Linked DNA regions of Sus scrofa: all the other regions are linked to region 3. The links are chromatin contacts, called in public Hi-C and HiChIP or PLAC-seq maps. All regions are on one chromosome and are shown on one strand. Each heading gives the region's core, a stretch centred on a gene start, on an enhancer-like site or on the middle of the called end of the contact. The rest is flanking DNA. Distances are from core to core; before and after follow the strand shown.

Region 1 (3,137 bases), core at 125-2,624, 1.4 Mb before region 3:
ATAGGGAGATTATATAAGCGAATCTTCTTATACTTGAGTAAATATTATAAACTGAAACGGGCACACAATCTTATAAAAGACTCTCTGTATTTCTATTAAATCTACCAAAGGAAAACGAATAGAAAGGTGCAAAGCTACCGAGCATTAAGAAATGCAACTTAGCAAATGAGGGATATAAAGAGAAAGACGCTCCCTCCAAATCAGAATGTCTAAAAGAGGAGGCACATTTTCCCCACTCTAAGTAGAAAGGTAAGTGGCTGAGAAGTGGGGAAAGAACATTCCTTAAATTCGCCCGGGGGAGAGACTTACCCAGGCTTCTAAGGGCAGCAGCGAGATCTGAGGGTTCCCATTCCCTTGAATTAAGAAAACAGGTTTCTCCCAACACTGAAGAGGTGAAGGTACCGAGCCCTTCTCGTAAGCCACATTGAGAGGTTCTCCCCACGAACAGACTAGGTCCCCTCAGACCCCACAGGACTCCGAGGGGCAAGGGAGCGCTCGACTCGGTCCACAGCTAGTGCCACGGACCCGGAGAGGCGGGCAGAGCGGGCGCGCCGAGAAAACACCGAAGGCCACAACTCGGCCTCGACTCCCTCAGCCCTCCGAGAGCGGCAGCGGTGCAAAAGCAGGCGGGCGCATGCGAGAGGCCGGAGGAAGACCGAGCGAGGAAGGCGTCGGACCGGTTCCCAGCCTCCGCCAAACAACACCCCCCCCCCTTGAGCAGCCAAGGCTAAGCCACCCACCCCCTCCCCACAACCGCCACCTCCGCTCCACCCGGGCCGAGTCAATACCTAGAGGGGCCTCCCAGCACCGTCCTTCCCTCTCTCTCCTTGCTCTCCCGCCACCCCCCGCCCCCGCCCGTGGGCAGCCTCACACCTCGCGCCGCCAACGCCGCTCCCGACCCCTCAAACCTCAACGCCGACACAGACACCCCCTCCTCCCCAGACCCCGGCGCGGACCACAGAAGACGGTGTTACCTTCTGCCACACCAGAGGTGCCCCTGGCCTGGGGGTGCCGCTGCGCTCGATCCCGGGAGGAGGTTTTCGGTACTTTGAATAATCCCCTTTTGCCGCTTTTCCCTCCCCCACAACCAGTCTCAGTCCCAAAATGGCGCCGACCCGATCCGCAATGTTCTGGGCCAAGTCTCGCGAGATCGTGGAAGGTGGCGAGGCGGGGAAGGAACCGGAGGGGCTGAGGAGAAGGGAGGGGAAAGGCGGGGCGAGGAGAAGGAGGAGGGAAATAGGGTATGGAAGAAGCGGTGCTAACGAACCTACTGGGCGGGGCAGCAGGAGGAGCGCCTCTACCAGAGAACCTTCTGGCCCAAGCAACCGCTCACGCCCCGGCCAAAGAAGCTCCGCCCTCTACGTCGAGCGGCTGAGGGAGGGTGCAGAGGGCGTGGTTATGGCTAGGGGCGGGGCTTCACGGAGGTCCCGGAGGCAGGGGCGCGCGGGGGGCGGTGGCTCCGCACGGTGACGTCAGGAGCAGCTGGAGTCGGGGATTACCCCCTGCTGCTGACGTGAAGACTATGAACAATCGGGAACGTTCGGTGGAAGGGGGAATTCCCCGTTGCTCCCAAAGGAGCCCCTCCTTCCGCCCTTCCCCCGGTCCTGGGCGTCCCGGGAGCTTAAGACCTTGGGCCGCCGGGAAGGCGAAAGGGAAAGGCTGCTTCGGGAGGCGGCTGCACGGGCTCGAGTAGAGCGCGCCGCGGCGTTCTTCCGGGCTCCACGCTCGGAGGAGCGGCTGAGCGAGACGCGTCGGGTACCGAGCTGGGGCCTGGCGGATGGGGAGATCACATGCTCGCTTGTACACAGCCCTGCGCAGGCGGGCACCGGCTGGGTTGGCGCTGGTCTGTTCCGGCGCCCTCAAGCAGCCGATCCACTATCGAATGCAAATACGAGAGTGTGTCGGACATAATATATATGCGGGAGGTCGGTGACGAGACTCTCTCGTTGGGGCTAAGCCCAGATTCTCAAAGGATTAAAAATGGCTACGGGATGTAATCATGCTAACGTATGTTTTTCTATTAAATCTGCAATAGGGGAGAATTATTTTAGCAAGGTCTCGGTCCCATACAGCTTACACGATTTTGTGCTATGAAGTTTGTGGGCGTCAACGTTTTATGATTGCGATACCTTTTCGCCTTGTAACTGAAAGCTCATTTTGAAACCTGTGAAATTAGCCTTCCAAGAGGAAGTTTAGGAGTATGTGGGGGGAGGGTGTCTTGAGGGAAAATCCAGAAAATAAAAAATGCTTGGCTCTTCGCCCTCTTCCAAACCACAAAGGCTTCATACACGGAAACTTTATGATTCTTTTATATTCATTATGGGGTTTGTAGTTCAATGGACTGCCTCTAAAAGCTCCCTGAAAGAATGTGTGAATACAAACTCACCAAAAATTACACTTCTCAATCTTTTCGTCTTTGCGAAGGACATGGACCCTTGGCAATCAATAATATCTCGCTGTGTGCAAAGAAATGAGAACACTTGCTGGATGCCTTGTCTGTGCCAAGCACTTTCTTATATCAGTCTCTGAAGTGAGTGTTATTTTCCCCATTTTGCAGATGAGGAATCTGGTTCAGGTTACACAACATAGAAGTGGGAGCCACAACTAGGCTGTGCCAGACTTGAACTTCAGTCCGTTTGGGTCTTAATTTACGTTCTTTCCACCGTTCCACATTGCTTCCGTTGAAGTGACATGTATTGGGACAAGACCTGCTTCTGCTCCTGTTTCTAAGCATGATGTCAATTCAAAAAACTAAAGAAAATACTGATCACTTGAAAACAAATTTTTGCCTTCCTTATGGCAAAAGACAAAGTTGAAAATCAAATAGTGATATAGGGAAGCAATTGTAACATATATGACAGAAAAGTTAATATTTAATTATCTATCTCTGGCTGCTCTCAATATCTAACAATGTTTAATTTACATGATAAATATAACAAGAGGTCTTACAAATCTTTAAGGAACAGATAACTGTACCAACTCTCATTAAAAAGTCAAAAGGCAGAAGAAGCTGGTCATGTACGTGTCAGTATTTACATTAAAAAATGCTGTGCCTCACTAAAAATCAAAAAATGAAAATAAAATCAACTATATACTTCCTTTCATCTAGCAGATTAGCAAAGATTAAAAAAAAAGAA
Region 2 (3,114 bases), core at 344-2,843, 1.1 Mb before region 3:
CTGGCCCTGCCTTCCTCGGACCCCGCCCACTCAGGTCCCTCCCGCCTCAGGGCCTCTGGACCGTCTTAGGCTCCGCCTGCTTGAGGCTCCGCCCACCTCGGGCCCTCTCTTTTAAGTTTCAGCGGCCACAATGGCGTCCCTGGGCAGAAGAAAAAGGCTTCTGGTCCGGCCGCCCAGCCTTCTCACCTCGGGTTGTGGCTTAAGTTTAGCGCGATCCAGGGTACGAATCGATACTTATAACGGCGCCATCGCTGCTGGAGGTCCCGCAACAGGCGGCCCGGCATGGTTGTCCCGTGGCGGCGTGATGGGGACTGCAGGGGAGTGAGTCGCGGTCTCGGGCCCTCCCCGCTCCGAGGAGGAGCGGAGGCCGCCCCGTCCCGCCCCTTCCCGGTCTCCGCCCTCAGTCCCAGGCTCGGTGGCCCGGGTACCTCTGGCTCCTGTCGCCTGTGTCTCGGTGCCTCCGCGTTACTGACCCAGCTTGCTGAAACAGGTGCGTAGAGCCGTGGGAGAGCCCCTTGTTCCCTTTTAATTTCTCCATTCGTTCGTGTGTATTTACAGTCACGCGCACTTTTAGAAGTTTAGACAACGCTTATTTCCAGTGGAGATAAACTGCCAGAATAACTCAACCATCTTCACATCAGCAGGTGTTTATTGGGACATAAATGTGTTGATGCGTTTTCCTCAGGCTGGAAATCTGCTTTCCTGTTTTTTAAGAGTGAGCGTAGATCCTAGCCTAAAGTCTAAATTGAACAAGTCAGATCTAGTGACTATTTAGGCAAGTTCAAGTAGCCTTAGGACTAATCTATTTCAAAAAGTAATAAAAAGAGAAAATATATCTCCGAGTTTCACTCTAGATAGAGGCAAGTTTGCAAACTCTAGAGGCTCTGCAGTCAGGTGCCGTGTTTGCTAGATTGGCATCCTCCAGATTTACCTGATTTGCTAAATGGGAGCAATTCACCTCCTGGGTGTGAACGAATGGCATTCATAGAGTAACATTAAGATCTCCAAACTTATAAGGAATCAAAAATAAGCATTTGACTCCTTACCTGTAGTATTATGCTTATCTTCAAAAATAAAAAAGCAGTTTTGTGTGTATTTCCAGTGCTTTTTTTTTTAATCTTTAATTTTTATCATATGGTTTAATCATCTATAATGTATATCCAATATAAAGGACCAGTCTGCCCAGATCTTACTTATTTGCTTATTTATTTACCTTTTGAGGTATAATTGACATATAACATATTAGCTTCAAGTGTGTAACATAATGTCATATTTGTATATATTGCAAAATAATCACAAGTCTAGTTAGTGTCTGTCACCGTACCTAGAGTATTTTTTTCTTGTCATGAGAAGTTTTAAGATGTACTCTCAATGACTTTCAAACGTGCAATAGAGTATTATTAACTGAAGTCACCATGCTGTACATTACATTCCCATGACTATTTTATAAAAGAAATTTGTACCTTTTGACTTTCACCCCTTTCATCCTCCCCCAACCATTAATCTCTTCTTTGTTTCTGTGAGTTTTCTTTCTTTTTTTGTTCTACTTCTGTTTTTTTTCCTTTGATTCCACATCTAAGTGAGATAATGCGCTATTTGTTTGCCTCTGATTTATTTCACTTAATAATGCCTTCAGGGTCCATCCTTGTTGCAAACAACAAGATTTCATTTTTAATGGCTGTGTGTGTGTACACGGGTACCACATCTTTATATATTCACCTGTTGGTGGTCACTTGAGTTGTTTCCATGTCTTGACTATTGTAAGTAATGCTGTAAGGAACATGAGGGTGCAGATGTCTTTTTGAGATTGATTTGGTTTCCTTTGGATACATACCCAGAATTGGAATTGCTGGGCCACATTGTAGTTCTATTTTTAATTTTTGAGGAATCTCCATACTATTTTCCATAATGATTTCACCAATTTACATTCCCACCAACAGTGCACAAAGGTTCCCTTTTCTCCACATCGTCCCTATCACTTGTTATTTATTGACTTTTTGATAATAGGCTTTATGACAGGTGTGAGATGATATCTCATTGCGGTTTTAATTTGTATTTCCATGATGATTAGTAATATTGAACATCTTTGCATGCACCTGTTGGCTGTTTGGATGTCTTCACTGGAAAATGTCTATTCAGATCTGTTCTTTTTAAAAATTGAATTTTTTTTTTTTTTTTTTTTTTTTTGCTTTTTAGGGCCACATCCATAGCATATGGAGGTTCTCAGGCTAGGGGTCCAATGGGAGCTATAGCTGCTACCCATGCCACAGCCACAGTCACGTGGGATCCCAGCCACATCTGCGACCTGCACCACAGGTCACAGGAACACTGGATCCTTAACCCACTGAATGAGCCCAGGGATCAAACCCGCATCCTCATAGATACTAGTCAGATTTGTTTCTGCTTTGCCACAATGCAATTTTTTTTTTTTTTTTGCTATTGATTTGTGTAGGTTCTTTATGTATTTTGGACATTAATCCCTTATCAGATTTATAATTTGCTTATCTTTTCTCCCATTCAGTAATTGCCTTTTCATTTTGTTGATGGTTTCCTTTGCAGTGCAGAAGCTCTTTAGTTTGATGTCAGCTAATTTATTTTTGCTTTTGTTGGCTTTTCTTTTGGTGTCAGGTCTGAAAATTCAAAGGCAAGAATGATGTTAAGGAGCTTAACTGCCTGTGTTTTCTTCTAGGAGTTTTATGGTTTCAGGTCATACATTAAAGTCTTTAATCCATTTTGAGATAATTTTTGTGTATGCTGAAAGATAGTGGTCCAATTTCATTCTTTTGCATGTGGCAGTACAATCTTCCCTACGTCACTTATTGAAGAGACTGTGCCTTCCCCATTGTGTATTCTTCTCTCCTTTGTTGTAAATTTATTGGCCATATGTGCATGGGTTTATTTCTGGGCTCTCTGTTCTGTTCCATTGATCTGTGTGTCTGTTTTTAAGCCAATGCCATTTTGTTTTGATTACTGTAGCTTTGTAATATAGTTTGATATCAGGGATAATTTGTCTCCTGCTTTGCTATTCTTTCTCAATATTGCTTTGGCTATTTGGGATCTTTTGAGGTTCCATACACATTTTATGATTGCTTGTTCTATTTCTGTGAAAAATGC
Region 3 (3,526 bases), core at 864-3,363:
CGAGGAAATTGTGACAGAAACAGACTCAACTACCAGTCTACTAATTCTATAAAGTCTGTATGTTTTGTTGTGTAACCACTCTGTTCCATTAGCTTAGTAGTCAGCTAGTAATTTAACAGAGATGTCCTTATTAAATGCCTAGAAGCAAATAATAAACAGCCAAAATGCCCTCCTCCCCCCCAAAAAAAACCCCTCTCCCACTCTTTGCCAATTAGCTGTATGTTACCTTCAAGGCTTAGCAAAATACTTTACAATTCTGCATTAGCCTTCACTTCCTGCTTGCACAGAGTCTGAAGGTCAGCCAGAAGTGAGAGTTTGGGGTTTTCTCAGGTCTTTTCTGAGCTTGTGTCCAGATTCCCCAGAATAAGAGGAAGCTTCTGAAAACACTCACTCCTCAAGTATCTGCTTCCCCAGCCCCTTCCTTCCTAGGCTTTTTGGTCTGTTTATTACTTGCACCAACTGTTATCCCTTCCCTGACGGCAGTGGCTAATACATTTGCTTTAAATCCTTCTGGCAATCACTGTCTCAGAAGCTGCCTCAGCCCTGGGGAGGCTTGAAAGTAGGTGAAACAAAGGTAAGCCCTAGAACCAAACCATCAGGCAACCACAAGATAGGTCAAAACACATAATTACAACTCCTTTAGAATAAGATCCATATTGCTCCCTCTGGTACCAGCAACCTACACCAGGGATATTTGCTGCTGTCTTCAAGGTCTCTGCCAAGCTTGAGATGATCATAGAACTCTCTTGCCAAAATTCGGCAGTTTTTTCTTAAGTGTTGTTACTTTTTTTTTAATTAATTAGTTTCCGGAGTACCAAAAAAGTTGATTCTGATGGTTTCGCCAGCTTATTTGTTGCTTTTATGGAGGGATAGTTTTCAAGTTCCTTATTCAGCCATTCTTGCTGATACGATTCCATACCACTAACTTTTGCGTTTCTCAGCCTTGCCTAAAAATATTTGCTCAGCCTGAAAAGCAGAGAAATAAAAAAAATTTTGTTGTCACTGGAGCTATCAAAAGAATGTACTGTTGATTTGAAAACAGGCTAAAGAGCAGTTGCAAAATTTTTTAATAAGGACACCATTAGCAAAGTAACATTTATCTGCTTTAAAGGCAATATTCTTCGCATCATAGGCCTTGCCAAACCCTCAATAACAGAGGCAGTGTTTAAGAGCACAAGTTTGGAGTAAGACCTCAATTTGAATTCCAGATCATCTGCCACTTGATAGTTGTTCAGCCTTGGGTAACTCATTTAAATGCTCTAGGACTGTTTCCTGAAAACTGTAAAATAGAGACAATATACACTTCTAGAATGATGGTAAAGACTTAAAGAGATATTGTAAGTAAAATGCTTGGCACTCAATATTAGCCATTTTTAAAATTTGGGCTCTTTAATTTTAGATTCTTAACACATGACAGTGCATTGTTCGATTTTTCCTGATTGTTAAAAAAAAAAAAGCCATCGTCTTCCTTTGTAAGACCTTAGGTATTGCCATATGTTTTTCAGAAGACTTACCTTGAGCAGACTTTTTATAACAAGCACGCTAATTTTATTCATACTGTATTTTTACTTGGGGTGGCTTTGGGAGAAATTATTAGGGATGGGGAGAGGGTGCTAAAATCCTCCAATAAGTCCCTCTTTTAGCTTAGTGACTAATATGCCAACACGTCAAAAATAAAAAAACGTAAGCGTCTAGACAAGGGAGGGAAAGTGCCAACCCAACAATTTTTTTTTCAAGCCAGCCTTCCTTGGTGTCCGCAGGGTTCAAGCATGTGACGAAAGAACAGAGCACAGAAAAGCCTGAGAAGAGAGATAATAAGAGGTCAACCCTAGACAGAAATGTCACGTCAGCCCTTTCTTATGGGGCCTCTGGGGCTGTAAGAACTGCAGGCTGTGCACCCTCCCAGACGTCTGAAGTGCCTTGGGCCAGCAACCTCCTCTGGTGCAAACATGAGATTGCAGATCAGTCATGGTTTGCCCGCCTAGGCAGCCCCGCCTCCCGAAGCCGGAGGGCTGGGCTCTGAGGCGGGAGGCGTGTTAGCTGTCGTAGAGCCTCCTGGGAGTTGTAGTCCCTGGCGGCGGGAGGTTTGATTGCGGCGGCTGGATTAGAACTCCATCCCCCGCCGGCCCCCGCGATTTAGGCCGTTGTCTTTTCCTGTTCAGGGAACGGGAAGCCTGGCTGCCTCAAGTTAGACGAGTGGGTAAGGGGTGTCAGCCTTCTTACCGCTTTCTGTGAGATTAATGGCTTGGCCTGCACAGGTAGAGCACCTTTCGGGTCTTGCCAACTCACCTTGCGGGAGGGAGCGGAGGGAACAGAGGGGAAGCAGCGGGAACAGCTGAGCTTGCGGCGGAGCCGGCTGTCACCTGGGGAAGTTCTTTGGTGAAACGCGTCGGTACAGTGGCCGGTTGCGGGAGCTGTGAGGCCAAAGCCCGGGCCGGAGGAGATGGTTCCGGAGGGGCGGCGCAAGCTCCTACAGGGCTCGGGTGCGACCAAGTCAGGGCCTCGGTCGGGGGCTGAGAGAACTGGAGGTACTGTGGGAATCGGAGTCTGCTGGAGCCTTTGGGAAAAGACAGGGTTACAGGAGGTGAACACCCGGATGAGAGAAGGAGGGAGGAGGAGAATTGGGAGGAGTGGGGAGACCCTTCTCTGTCCCGAGTAGGAGAGGGCCGGAAAAGGGAATGCAGGGAAAAGCCCTTGGTGCCTTGAGCTAGGACTACAGATGGTGAGGGCCAAGTAAGTCTTTGTCATGCTTTTCTTTGGCTCGATTGTGAGAGCCAGTGCCCTCGTAGCTGCTGGCTTGACATCTTCCTGTCTTAGAAGAACAGAGCTGAAAGGGGCCTTTGAGAGCAGCTAGTCTAGTGCATTCTCTCACTTTCCAGGTGAGGAAACTGAGGTCCACCGAGTTGAAGAACCTGGCTTGCTCACCAGCAGACAACCAGTTAATGGCCAACTTGACTAAAACCTAATTTTCATGATTCTCAAGCAATGCCATAATCTATTGCTCAGATCAGTAGATTAGCAAACTCTAACCTGTTCCCCTTCCTGTTATCTTTTACTGCTGTCCTATGCAGGATAACAGGCAGCCCCTCAAGGGAAAGGTTTTTAACTTTTGTTAAAAACTCTTGTCTTAACTTGAACAAAAATCTGCTTGCCTCACAAACTACAAGCTTCATATTAAGATGAAAGGCTGGTAGCATACTAAGATGTCACTTATAGTTCATTTGCCTGGAAGCAAATAAAATTCATCTTCCGTTTCCCATTTGCCCGCTGAAGCTGTGAGAACAGTTACCTTAGATTTCTTCTCTCAATTTTAAATGCTGCATATCTATTACATACGTAAAAACAATATGCTGTTTATTGTGATTTTTGTAATACCTTGAATATTTACAATAAGAAGTAAATAGCTTAGAAGAATGGGAATACCCAAATTACAAATTAAAACAGTAATTTACAGAGTTTTTTTTAAAAAGGCAATAGGAGCATAAATTTTAAAAAAAATCATTTAGAGGCTAAAAATTTCTACCAG

Evidence for each region. A called contact is a pair of places that touch in the nucleus more often than the background predicts. HiChIP or PLAC-seq counts read pairs in DNA pulled down with a chosen protein or histone mark.
Region 1: an H3K27ac HiChIP or PLAC-seq map of alveolar macrophages shows a contact between it and region 3. The contact joins the promoter of GPBP1 here to the promoter of SLC38A9 in region 3. A contact is called at or near these places in 1 of 47 Hi-C or Micro-C datasets (heart right ventricle) and 1 of 2 datasets of contacts at active chromatin or transcription factors (alveolar macrophages).
Region 2: a contact with region 3 is called in a Hi-C map of skeletal muscle, with 8 times the contacts expected there. The contact joins the promoter of SETD9 here to the promoter of SLC38A9 in region 3. A contact is called at or near these places in 1 of 47 Hi-C or Micro-C datasets (skeletal muscle) and 1 of 2 datasets of contacts at active chromatin or transcription factors (skeletal muscle).

Annotation. Positions count from the first base shown.
Region 1 is chr16:36,215,472-36,218,608 of Sscrofa11.1, reverse strand. It overlaps GPBP1 (vasculin), which reads right to left and starts at 1,374. Exons shown (of 13, transcript XM_005672465.3): 1 at 975-1,374.
Region 2 is chr16:35,977,439-35,980,552 of Sscrofa11.1, reverse strand. SETD9 (SET domain-containing protein 9) reads right to left here and starts at 1,593. Exons shown (of 6, transcript XM_003133974.4): 1 at 187-1,593. The coding sequence starts at 284.
Region 3 is chr16:34,857,375-34,860,900 of Sscrofa11.1, reverse strand. SLC38A9 (sodium-coupled neutral amino acid transporter 9) reads left to right here and starts at 2,113. Exons shown (of 16, transcript XR_002339779.1): 1 at 2,113-2,258. LOC102165748 (a long non-coding RNA gene) reads right to left here and starts at 2,425. Exons shown (of 3, transcript XR_308406.3): 1 at 2,290-2,425.